3 separate regions of the Gossypium hirsutum genome follow, and all the other regions are linked to region 1. Evidence: chromatin contacts called from public Hi-C data. All regions are on one chromosome and are shown on one strand. The core of a region is the stretch at or near the end of the contact, and the rest is flanking DNA. Distances in the headings are between cores, read along the strand shown.

The links. A called contact is a pair of places that touch in the nucleus more often than the background predicts.
Region 2: a Hi-C map of hypocotyl shows a contact between it and region 1, with 4 times the contacts expected there. The contact joins the promoter of LOC107948247 here to the promoter of LOC107948250 in region 1. A contact is called at or near these places in 4 of 34 Hi-C or Micro-C datasets (hypocotyl, leaf and petal).
Region 3: a Hi-C map of leaf shows a contact between it and region 1, with 2.6 times the contacts expected there. The contact joins the enhancer-like site here to the promoter of LOC107948250 in region 1. A contact is called at or near these places in 3 of 34 Hi-C or Micro-C datasets (all in leaf).

The regions. Positions count from the first base shown.
Region 1 is chrA04:29,341,901-29,346,076 of Gossypium_hirsutum_v2.1, reverse strand. LOC107948250 (60S ribosomal protein L6) reads right to left here and starts at 1,585. Exons shown (of 5, transcript XM_016882735.2): 1 at 1,245-1,585; 2 at 1,048-1,154; 3 at 165-343; 4 at 1-80. The coding sequence starts at 1,501.
Region 2 is chrA04:28,984,114-28,988,421 of Gossypium_hirsutum_v2.1, reverse strand. It overlaps LOC107948247 (actin-like), which reads left to right and starts at 1,758. Exons shown (of 5, transcript XM_016882730.2): 1 at 1,758-1,905; 2 at 2,301-2,370; 3 at 2,504-2,897; 4 at 3,374-3,987; 5 at 4,218-4,308. The coding sequence starts at 2,311. The coding sequence ends at 4,283.
Region 3 is chrA04:29,811,629-29,816,128 of Gossypium_hirsutum_v2.1, reverse strand. No RefSeq gene overlaps it. Among protein-coding and RNA genes, the nearest start is that of LOC121228440, 88 kb to the left of the region's middle. Within about 2 kb of position 2,063, at least 6 of the 9 cell types and tissues checked have an H3K27ac peak or open chromatin away from gene starts, as enhancers often do. A contact at or near this core is called in leaf, where this site is marked.

The sequences.
Region 1 (4,176 bases), core at 336-2,835:
ACTCCCTCAATTGATTTTATCAAAGATGCATCAACAGCTTTCTGGTCCTCTTTCTTCTCATCTGGCAATGTCTTCTTATCCTACATTTAAAAGAAAGTTGCAGGAATAGAACATTAGCACATTACATTAGATGAACATTAGCTTAACTTGGAAAACCAACTAACCTCTTTTTCAGCTTCGAAAAACTCTCCTCCACCCTTCTTCTTTTTTTCTACTTCCTTGGCAAAGTACTTGTCATCATACTTCTCTACATTAACTCCTGAGATATCAACCTTGGTGGAATTAGCAATGACATAGGATTGGTTCACACGCCGTAAAGGAACACCATTAATCTTGAATGGTCCTGCATTGAAATGAAATCCCCAAATTTAAGCAAAGATCATGGAAGAATTACGAATTCATGATGAACAGCCAACTTACATAATGATAGCCTATCGCCATAAGCCACAAGATGCAAATGTATATGCTGCAAACAGAAGTGAAATACAAGCAAAAAACTAACAAAAACCATGGAAAATAAAACTAATAGATATCGCGTGGTGATAGCATAGCCTTATATACCACAAGAGGTGAATGTAGATACTTGTATACTAAACATTCGCATGAAATATGAATAAAAAGCATTGTTTTTCAGGACCACATTAGTCGATCTCCAACTTATTTAATGTCAAACAAGTTTGTGTCACAAAGCTAAAATAAATAGGCACAAGAATGAAAATGTAATGCAGCATATGCTTCTTCCATATAAGCAAAAAATTCATCTAAGCGTCAATCCCAATGCTGAAAGCAGACACTTGAGAATCCAGATTGTGGCATAGAGGAATAAATAAAGGCTTATCACCATTTTGATATCACTCTTTATTGTTAAAATATGAGCTGCAACTGCTTTAAATTTACGTTTTCAAATTTAGCACTTTCAATCGATCAATAAAATTTCCACATAAACATTCAGCAAAAATTAGCAGTGTTAGTAACTGAGGGAAAGGAGTAGAATTATGCAAAATGCATGTTTTAGAAACTAACAGATTACGAAATATAAAAGCTCACCAGTAACCAAAAGAAGCCCAGAAGTAAGTTGCTTCAAGAAAACAACTCTCTTCCCCATAAATCTTCCAGCCAACAAAATCAAGACCGTCCCTGGAGTAATGCTTGCTCTGAACACATAACAAAGAAGCCCAACAATGAGAAACACATTTTCAGAAAGTCTACAAATAAATAACCAAATAATCATTTCAGAAAAGAACCTGAGCTTGGTGGGTTTAGGCTTGCGCTTATTAAGTAGCGGCTTCTTGACGTCTTCAGCGGGGTAAAATTTGGGAGCCTTCTCGGGGGCGACGGGTGCTTTAGGCTTGGGGTCATGGCGAGGGAAGACGCCACCGTGTTTGGCCTTGATAGCCCAAAGGCCGCGCTTGTGGTACATCTTAGACCTGGAATACTTGCCTACGCCACGTATAAGATCTGGGTTTCGGGTCTTAACAGGGGTCTTCCTTTTTGCTGCCATTTCCTCTCTGAACCCTTTGCTCTGCGGCGGCTGCTCTTCTTGGTTGGGAAAGATCGATAACAGCAAAACCCTAAAACGCTTGTTATTGCAAAATGGGGGGTTTTATCCTTATTTTCTTACAGGCCTTGTGCGTGTGGGCTAAAGGTCTTCGCTTGTTTTGGGTTCTTCGAGCAATTAGATGATCTCATTATCTCAAGCCCAACATTTGAATTTAAGAAGAAAACCCAAATAATAATTTATATATATATATTCACTAATTTGAAAAAACTTTTAAATATGAGAACACCTTTTTTTTCTATCATATTATTAAATTGACATCTAAATATAAATATAATTTAATCTTAAATAAATTAATTATAACCAGGTCATATTATTATTATTAATCATGTAATCTTTTTTAATAATAATGTTAATGTAATTTATATAATAATTAGTAGAAGCAGAACTTCTCACGTAATATTTTTTAATTATTCATATTTTTTGTAATTACTTATTTTTCGCTGTTATCGAAAAAATGCAGTTTTGAGTCGGAAATTTTCGAAAATTTTTATTATATCGATAAGTTCATAGGACAAAGCCGAGAATAATGAGTAGGATCATTTAGGGAATAATTAAGGAAATTAGTAATTTATTTAAAAGTTAGTAATCAAGGTCCTTCAAATTTAACAAAACCTTCACTAGTATATAATTAGTGGACAAGTATGATATTGTCCATCATTTTCCGCTAACTAATTCAAGGATATATGAATCAAAAGGCCATTAGATTGGTTTCGTTAAATTTATTTAAGCTTAAGTGTACATATTGGTTTTGTTAAGGTATAGGTTAACCACCGTGGTTGAGCTTAATGAAGTTTAGTGAGAGAATGGAGAGAACTTTGGGAAAATATGTGTTTTTGGATAGCTTTCATATTTTTAGAAAGATACTTTAAAACCGGATTTAAATTTGAACCTGTAGATTACTGGTTATGTCAATTTTGGACATTAGATATCAAGTGCAAACAAGTTGTGCTTTCTTGGTCAATTGTTTAATTTGTTGCAGGTTCGTTATTGATATTTTTGGGGTCTTAGGCGAAACAATAAATTGGATCCCTTTTAAAAAATTTATAAAATGTAATATAATAAAAGTTGAAAATTTTTTGGAGCCTGAGGAGATGAAGCATTTATGATGAAAAATTGAAAGTCTTAAGTATTCAATTAATTTATTTTATTCTAATTTTTTTTTACATTAAAAGTTGAAAAACATTTTTTTGGACCCTTCCAGTCCTAGACCTTGGGTGGTTGCACTCTCAAACAACTCTAGGGCCGAACTTGATTTGTTGTTCAATTAATGACCATTCAAGTCAAGTATAATTGTTAATGGTGTATTTGTAAATGTTTGAATATTTTGAGTAGTACCTAAGCGAATAGAGAAAACTTAAACAAAGGAACAAGGATTTGAGAAGCTATCTACTTAGTTTAATTGTTGTGAAAGAGATAAGTTCATTTGAAATTTACGATACTTATTTACTTGTGTCTAGTGTATTTGTTATAGGTATAAAGTCACTTAACAAATTGTGAAATTTGATCTATAAGAAACTAGATAAGTTATGTTTAAAATGGATGAAATAATTATTGAATATGCTAAATGAAATGTGGTAATAAGTTAATTAATTGTTAAATGGCTATGTTTTTTATGTTATATTGGGATACAAAGTCAAAGTGTTAAATATTGTGGAAAGACAACATAATTTTGATAAAGTGGATATGGTAAAATAAATGACGCTTGTTATACACTCATGTGGTCTAATGATCTTTAGATAAGATTCCCAATTTATATGAGCAAAGTGTTGTATTAGGGAAATGTGATTTCAAAGTTGCTTTAATGGAATTTGACACGAATCCATGTGCCAATATAACTTGATAGAAGAGTTAGGAAGGTTGGCATGTTAATAGAGTAATATATGCATTTTGTATAGGTCTGATATTAATATAGAGTTCTATTATATTATGCAATGGTTTAGCATTTGTAAGTAGATCATTTTATGTGTATTATCTCTCAAGAGATCTTGGTGTGGTGGAGAGACGACTATGTATATGTAAATGTTTATGTGGACATTGGGTTTTGCACTTACGTGCTTTGGTATGGTGTAGTTATGTGTAAAAATAAAATAAAATAAAATAAAATAAAATAAAGAACACACAAATTTTACGTGGAAACCCTTTCGGGAAAAAACCACGGGCAGAGGAGAAGAAAATTCACTATGTCGAAAAATTTAAATTTTTTTTTTACAAGAGGAATAGACTATATCTATTTATAGGCTTGTAAAGCCATATTCTAGTAGGATTGAAACACCTTATCCTAATCAATATAAAATAGATGAAGTTTAATAAGGTTTAAAAGCCTTATTCTAAAATAAAATAAAAGAAGTCTAGTTCTATATGGATTTTACTTTTATTTTATTTTCCATCGTATTTTATTTAAATAAGAATTTGGGTCACTTAATTCTAACAATCTCCACCTTGACACAAATTCTCAATGAACAAGTTCTTCATCGCGAACAAGTTCTCCACCTCTTCCATAAAACCCCTTAAGGGTTTAACTTCAACAATGAACACCAACCAAGTCTAAGCAATGCTCAAACTTGGTTATAGGAAGTGACTTAGTCATCATATCTGCAGGATTTTCATGAGTACTA
Region 2 (4,308 bases), core at 509-3,008, 360 kb after region 1:
AAATTCTATCTAAGGTCTTTATACTATATTTTTTTTATAGATTTAGGCATTGTTTGCAAAACAAAAAAAATAAAGTATTGAATTTATAATATAAAATATTACTTAAATATTAAATATTAAATATTAAACATAATTAAATGGTTTGATAAATATAAATTTTAAATTATAATTTTTTTTACTTTTTTATCCTAGTTTTTTAAAAAACAATTTATGCTTTTATAAAATTATTTAAAAGATAATATAGTTTTTGAATAAAATAAAATAAGCTTAATATAATTTTTATTGAGTGATAAGTAAATTTTATCTACTTATAATTTTTAACATATTTTCATTAAAAAAATTCAATTAAGTAGTTTTTATTAAGGGTGAACGTTCAACCAAATCGAGTCGAATCAAGTGAAAAAATTTCGAGTTAATCGAGTTGACAATTCCTATTTTGTCATCCTAATTCGATTTGAAATTTTTTCGAATCATGTCGAGAAAAATGAAATTCAAGTCTAGCCGAATCAAATAAAATTATTCAAGTTAAATTTAAAAAATTAAAATGACAAATTAAAATATTATTACAGTATAACTAATTTCATATTACAGCACATAAATTTGAAATCATATATATTTGAAAACTTTTTCAAAGCAAAATAAGAAAAATAAAATAAAATAAAATACTTTAGTATGATTAACTTGAATTATTAGTTAACTTATTTAGGTTGAAAAAATTATTATTTTAGAATTTTTTTAAAAAAATTAACTTTTTTATATATTCTTTAGAATTTTTTTAAAATTTTTATAATTTTTTAAAAAAATATAATTTTTTTTATTTTTATAAATATTTTGTATTTTAGATTTTTTTTTAATTTTTGTTGAGAAAGGACTAATTTGTTCATTTTCAAAATTGACAGGAACCAAAAGAGTATTTACACCAATTTATTATTCAAATTATTTGAATTTTACAACCTGATTCGAACTCGAAACTCATAAATAACTCAGTTCAAATAACTTAAAATTCAATTTTTTTAAAATTTTTTAATCAAATCAAATTTTTATAACCCTAATTTGTACATTTTAAAAAATGAAAATATTTGAATGCAATATGAGATAGGCCAGTTTATTTATTACAACATGATTATTTTGTATTCCTCGCAGAAGTTTTTAGTTAAATTCATCTTATTTTACAATCTTGGAATGTTTGTTTACATTTGAAGAAAAAGAAAATGTTCGTCAAATGTTAAAAATGTAAGAAATTGGTTTAAAGATTCCAACTAAAATATTAGATTATAGTAGAAGGGAGTAAATTCACATATAATAATAATAAAGTTGATATCAACAACATTAGACAGTTGGGAACGGGGTGCTGAATAGTCCACCACTAAAGTGGTCAAAAAGGAATTTTATTTATCTTTATTTAGTAGGGCCCTTTATAGGACCAAATTGCTCCCTTTATTGAATTCTGCTTTAACAGCTATGTCCTAAAAGAGATTGTCCCTAAGCCCCTAGTTGTAAAACATATATAAATATTGCTAATGGAAATAAATTTCTTTTTTGAGGAAAATATTGTGAAACATGAAACGACTTCATTGACTTGGAATTAATTTTTCATTTAAATAAAAAAATTCAAAATTTATTTTCGGAGCCATTTGCTATTTAATTAATATTTTAAAGAGAGGGAGCCAGCTGTTTCCACCAAGAACGTGACGAGAAATGGGGTCCGTAGATGGGGAACAGTGGAAATGGGCGGCCAAGATCATCCGGAATTTGAATTTCATGTGAATTTAAGACGATTTTACATTTGAAATGGAGTTTCATTTGCAGTGTTGTCCCTCTTTAAAATAAAGAGGGCGGGTACCTTTAACTGCACAATTCCACAACTTCAACACTCCGTCTAAGGAAGAGAATCCAAAAGCAAAGGTATTTCGTTTCTATTTTTATCTATCAATTTTAGGCACTAATTAGATCGGATTTCGATGTTTAGATCTTCAACTTCAGCATCTTTTAATGTAAAATGCTGACTTTTTCACTTATTTTGCATTTAATTATTGCTAATTCTGCTGCTTTATCATCTCATAGAATGTGAATTTATTGTTTTGGAGTTAGATTAAGAGTTGAATAAAAGGTTTTTCGATTTAATTCCTCAATTGAAGTTCACTATGGATGAAATAATGCGTGTATAATTCATTTTTCATGATCTTTTTCGAATTGGGATGCTAATAGTGCCATATCTTAGAAATAGCTTTTGGTGATGATGCTGATATGAGATCATTTATTAATATATATATGATTGTTGGTGTTTGTCTATGAAACAGGCAATAGAAAATGGCAGAAAACGAAGACATTCAGCCTCTTGTTTGTGACAATGGGACTGGAATGGTCAAGGTAAGCATTTAGATGATATCCATTTCATCTTATAGCAGTATGTTGATAGTAGTGTAGTATTAGTCTGGAATAAGCACATTGGTTTTATTGATCAGTCTTTTATTTAGATGCTGATTCATGTCCAACTTTTCAGGCTGGATTTGCTGGAGATGATGCTCCAAGAGCTGTATTCCCTAGCATTGTTGGTCGCCCACGTCACACAGGTGTGATGGTCGGTATGGGCCAAAAGGATGCTTACGTGGGAGATGAAGCTCAATCGAAAAGAGGTATTTTGACTTTAAAGTACCCAATTGAGCATGGTATTGTTAGCAATTGGGATGACATGGAGAAAATCTGGCATCATACCTTCTACAATGAGCTTCGAGTTGCCCCCGAAGAACATCCGGTTCTCCTCACAGAAGCTCCTCTTAACCCAAAGGCCAATCGTGAAAAAATGACTCAAATTATGTTTGAGACATTCAATGCCCCTGCTATGTATGTTGCTATCCAAGCTGTTCTTTCCTTGTATGCCAGCGGCCGTACAACCGGTACGCACTTTCTCTTGATTGTTAAACATTATGCATGTGAAACTTATATCCATCCAACGATAGGTTAATAAGATTTATATCTGAAAAGGGCTAAAACAAAATTTAGGTACCATGCAAAATTGGAAATATTATTGCCTGGATCTTATTAGAAAACAGATTTGCTAACTTCATTTGTCATGATCAAGCGTCATAAATCAAGATCTATAGAAGCCCATAGAAACATATCATTCTACATTTCAGAAATGCATATTAATCTTGCAACAACTTGCTTGTGTGAATATCTGGTATCTTAACCTCCCCGTTTCCATGAACGTGAAAAAAAAATTAGCAGCAATCCTCTATTCCTCTAGTTCAAAAATTACTTTGGTCTCATTACCAAGTTTATTCTGCTTGTCATAGAATAATAGTGATTGTACATTTGAACAAATATGTTCTGTAGTCACTCTTACCGTAACATCCATGGTTAATTTGTTTAGGTATTGTTTTGGACTCTGGGGATGGTGTGAGCCACACTGTCCCTATCTATGAAGGCTATGCTCTTCCACATGCCATCTTGCGTCTCGACCTAGCCGGTCGTGATCTCACTGATGCTCTCATGAAAATATTAACGGAGCGTGGTTATTCTTTCACAACTACGGCTGAGCGGGAAATTGTGAGAGACATGAAGGAGAAACTAGCTTACATTGCTCTTGACTATGAACAAGAGTTGGAGACAGCAAAAACCAGCTCTGCCGTTGAGAAAAGCTATGAGCTACCTGATGGACAGGTCATTACCATTGGGGCTGAACGATTCCGTTGTCCAGAAGTCCTCTTCCTGCCATCCATGATCGGGATGGAAGCTGCTGGCATTCATGAAACGACATACAACTCCATCATGAAGTGTGACGTGGATATTAGGAAGGATCTCTACGGAAACATTGTCCTCAGTGGTGGCACCACTATGTTCCCTGGAATCGCTGACAGGATGAGCAAGGAAATCAAAGCATTAGCCCCAAGCAGCATGAAGATTAAAGTGGTTGCACCACCAGAGAGGAAGTATAGTGTTTGGATAGGAGGCTCCATTTTGGCATCCCTCAGCACCTTCCAGCAGGTACACTATCCTTATTCACTCATATCTTGGTTGGTTCCTTCACAATTTTTCACAATCTTTATGTTTTACATAAATATGCTTATAAACAACTTACTTACAAGGGCTATGTCCCTTACTTAAATTAAACTAATGGCTGATGGAGAATGGTTTAGACAATGTTTGTTTATCGCATTTTCGACTTGAACGAATCGGTACATTTAAGATATTAAAAGAAGGTGATACTTTGGCAGATGTGGATTTCAAAGGCAGAGTACGACGAGTCTGGGCCATCAATTGTGCACAGGAAATGCTTCTAGAGAAGAGCTATACATACAGTACACG
Region 3 (4,500 bases), core at 814-3,313, 470 kb before region 1:
TTTTCGCAAATAATTCAAAAGAACTAAGTTGAAAACTTCTTCTTTGAAAAAGTAAAAGAAAAGACTTCTTTCAACAAAATAAAACTCAAAGAGTGTTTAAAAATTTTCAAAGTGAAAAGCTAGTTACAGAATGGAGAGGCTAGCCCTATTTATAGGCTCACATGGCCAAAGAGTACAAAAGTTTTATGAATAAAGATAACATATATCCAAAAGAGTTTAAATTAACTCAGAAGTCATTCACTTAAAAAAATTTAAAACAAAATTAAAACTAACAACTAAGAACCAGTCAAATTCCGCCATTTTGAATAAGAATGGACGATGGACCGAATTTATAGCAATTTAAACATTAAATGACGCTAAAAATAAACTCAAGATAAATTATGTTGGGCCTAACAACAAACAAGGGCTAAATGAAAACTAGCAAAACTCTACTGAACTAAATAAATTGATTTTTATTGGGTGTGTTTGGGCTTCTCTCTTCATAACTTGGTCTCTTATAAGCTTATTAAAACCTTTCATCAAGTTTTATTCTTAGGTTTGTGTCATTAGACCCCATGTAACATGAAATGAAGTCTTGACTATTTGGATCTTCAAATTCTCTTTCTTGAAAGTCTTTTGGAACAAAATATTGAACCAACACATTAAGTTGGTCTTTCAACAATTTGGACTTGGATTGAGTTATTGAACCTTGTAGAAAATTAAGCTTATCACGCTCATGGGTTTATGATTGAGTTTTAATGTTCACATCGAATTGATTATTGGTTTGATGTTCGAATTAGAGATCACTATTATGTTCATTTAAAAAATGTGTTAAAGTGCATTTTAGTTGTAAACAAATGGTTTCCATGTTCAATTTGTAATTAAACTTTCAAAAAAAAAATTAGTGAAAATGTGATTTTAGTTAAATGTATAGGAGTGAAAAAATAAACTTAAATCACTACTTATACTATTCATTTATAATAGATTGCTCAATATCCCATAAGAACGAATTCTAAACTATATAATCAATTTTACTTCATTTCTATTACCTTTCACTTTTATTTGTTGATTTAATTGCAAGTTAAAAAAAAACCTGTTAATAATTCTAATTTTCATAACAAGGAAAATAGAAAAATAGATTAAACCAATAAAGAAATGAGCCCGTAACCGCATACCCATGAGATTAAAGCCTAATATGCTGTTTGCATAGGTGGACTGCAAAAGATCTAAATTCTAAAGATAGTATTTTCTTCGTTTTACTACAAAACAAACCAATCCACTTGGGACACAACTTCTTTGAATTGGCTGCGTCGGTTGCCAGTTATTACGTATCCTTTGGGCCTTTGGCCAATGGCCGTTGATCAGTGCAACTGCAACTGCAACTGCAAGCTCAGCCACATGTGCTTCACCTTTTCCATCCCTCGCACCATCCATCGCCTTCTACGTTTCTTACTGTTCCTTCCTCATCAAATCTTGAAAAGTCTAGCAAAAAATAACCTATCAAAGAACTGTAAAATTTTGTATTTTCGCACCCATTTCTCTCTAAAATCACTGCCGTATATCTTCAGCTACTTTGATCTTAAATCTTTATTATTGGCTAAGGTAATATTGTGGTTGGGTACATTAATTATGTTTTTTTTTAATTCCAGTCTTCTTTTCAAGTCTTTAAACAATGGGGAAAGGAAAACGACAGGAAAGTTTCTTTAATTATGAGGTATGAGGCTAAGAACTGCAGGGCCTCCAGTGGGGTGTAAAAGGCGCGCATGTTAGCATATGCCAATAATGCAGTAGACCAGGTCTTTTTGATTGATTTTTGTTTCAAGGACTTGGAATTCATAAGAAAGGTAAAAAGAAAATGAAACGAAATTAAGTGGTAAGTAATCTCAATATACCAGTTTATATTTAACCTAGCAACTCTACAAAGGATAGATTTCTATATACACATATATTTTTATTTGATAAGATTCTTTTGATTTTGGGTTTCCCTTTCTTCATTTAACTCGAAATTTGGCTTCATGCTTAAGCGGTGCACATTAGCACGTGTAGATGGTCCCCATCAATTTTCTGTTTTATTTTCATTTTAGCATAATGTGCAACCCATTATCATCTCTGCCATTGGTGCAATCCTTTCCCTGGTCCAGTTTATTGGATATGCGAATACAAAATTAGGTATTGCTGATACCTTTATAGCTCCCCCTTTGATGTGCATCTTACCAAAGCCAACAGCGTGGTTATGGGATGATAAATAGATGTTAGCTAGAGATGATAATGCAGCCAAAACATCTCAGACGCAGATAATTTTAAACTGAGAGAGTAAGAGGAGCAACGGGTTCTTCACAATATCAAACATCATTATTCAAAAATTATCCAGGAGGCGTATTCTGATATATGGAAGCCATGAAACAGCTGTTAAGGAAACAGAATAAGAAAAAGACAAATGGGAAGCTTTTGGAACATAATATGATATATATAGATTACTGTAAAAGTAAACCGACCGGATAACAAATGTTCTGAATGGGAAGGAAAGGGAGAGCAAGGCCCAACGGTTCTTTAAAATCGTTTAGTATAAAATTTGGAACATAATATGATATATATAGCTTAGTATAGATTTTGCAGCTTTTCTAGAATTAAAGCAATCAAAATGCATTAAGTTATGGAACATTAGGGTGCAGTTTCTAAGGGCTTAACCGATAAAGACCTAAAAAATTTGATATGTACATTTGCCTTTGCTGCTTCTTGTTCGATTATGAGTTAAGTGCATGGTTTATACTAAGCTAGTGCAACTACACAGGACGAGAGTAACAGAAAAAGATGAGAAAATTCAGAGCCCAAACAATGGCAGAACAAGAGGAAAACGATGCTACCTATATTATGTAATATTACTAAATAACTCTGCGGGAAGATTTAGGTGAGAAGATGGGTTGGAGCTTTGCCATATGAATAAGACCCGAGTTAGGGAATCATATCTGATAGTAGTAAATGTGGGCAATAAATGGGTGGACTATTTATTTTACATCCATATTTGAGTACCCCAAATTTACTGAATATGTTATATTGACTGCATGAGCCTTTATTCAAAGGGTTTGAACTTTTTTATATCTGGCTCGGTAGGCTCCTTTCAGCAAAACTGGATCAGAATAAAAGTAATAGGACTACAGGAAATCAGCTTCATATTAGTATACCCATTTTTCAAACTCATACCCTAATCCAAGTATCCGAGTAGATAGTGTTTACAGCTTGGAGAAGCGGTGAACAAGTGAAAATTAAGACATTCATTCTTTGTTAATTAGGAGAATCAAAATATTCAATGGAATCAATCAGCTGCAGTTGATCCTCCAATCATCATAGGAAATTGACTGGCGAGTGTGGCGACAGTTAAATGGGAATGAAAAGAAAAGATGGACTTGGACATTTAGTTGAATTTGGCTACAAAATATAATCTTCATTGCTTGAAAATTAAGATTGGTGGACCACCACTCCCTTTGATGTGCTAATTGTGTCTTTGGAATTTAGTTTTCTAACCAGTTCTGATAACACATACTTCCATCAATATTGCCGCTAACCAAGCATTCAGCAAAGGTATTGAAATTTTATATAATCAAGAATTAACCAAACTGAACACCAATAACATTCGAGTTATAATTATATTATGACCTGGCTTTAATTTAGCTGAACAAGATGAGGCCGTTAGATCTGTTCCTAAAGCCGAGTTAGATTTAGATTTAAAATTTTCGTCCAAGTGTGTTTTTGAACTTATTTTTAAATTTCGGATGAATTTCTTTAGTACTTTTATTTTTACCTCTGGCAAGAATTTTATAATTGGAGTTTTGTTGGAGTTTTAACCAAGGAAGATAAAAATAGAAAAAAAGAAGAAGAAGAAGAGAGATTTAGCAATCAAATATAACTTGCTAAATTTCTTTAGTTTTCAATTTACAAGTTATACAATATATAAGAGTTTTTTCTTATCAAAACTCAACTAATCCCATTAAAAACACTCTCGACACTGTAAAGCGTAACTTGTATACAGGGTGATTGGTGTTAATCAACACTTAAACACATCACAAAATCCTACCAACTAAGATTGATTTTATTAAAAACAAAAAAAACAAGAAAGCAACACTTGCAACATTCACAAAATATTTCCATGCAATCATTAGGCTCGATTCGCAGGTACACTCTGCAGGTCCTCAACTTGAATGCATAACTCACTTGAATGCAATTCATAGTTCACAGGACATCTCATATATGGATAACCCGCCATCATTCTTGCGGGTGGCGAGTTCATCAACATTATTGCGGATGGAGGGTCCACCAACATTCTTACGGATGAACGGTCTGCATGCCTATTTGCATCTTGGTTGTTCGCATGGCAGTTCATACTTTTCCTGATCGCCATTTGGGCGAGCTATTGTATGGTTGGCCATTTCACAACACTTCTCCTTGGCCGCTATGCTATGAATACCAATTTCATTTTTGAGCTTTTCAAACCTCACCTTTCCAAGAGACCTAGTTAGAATATTT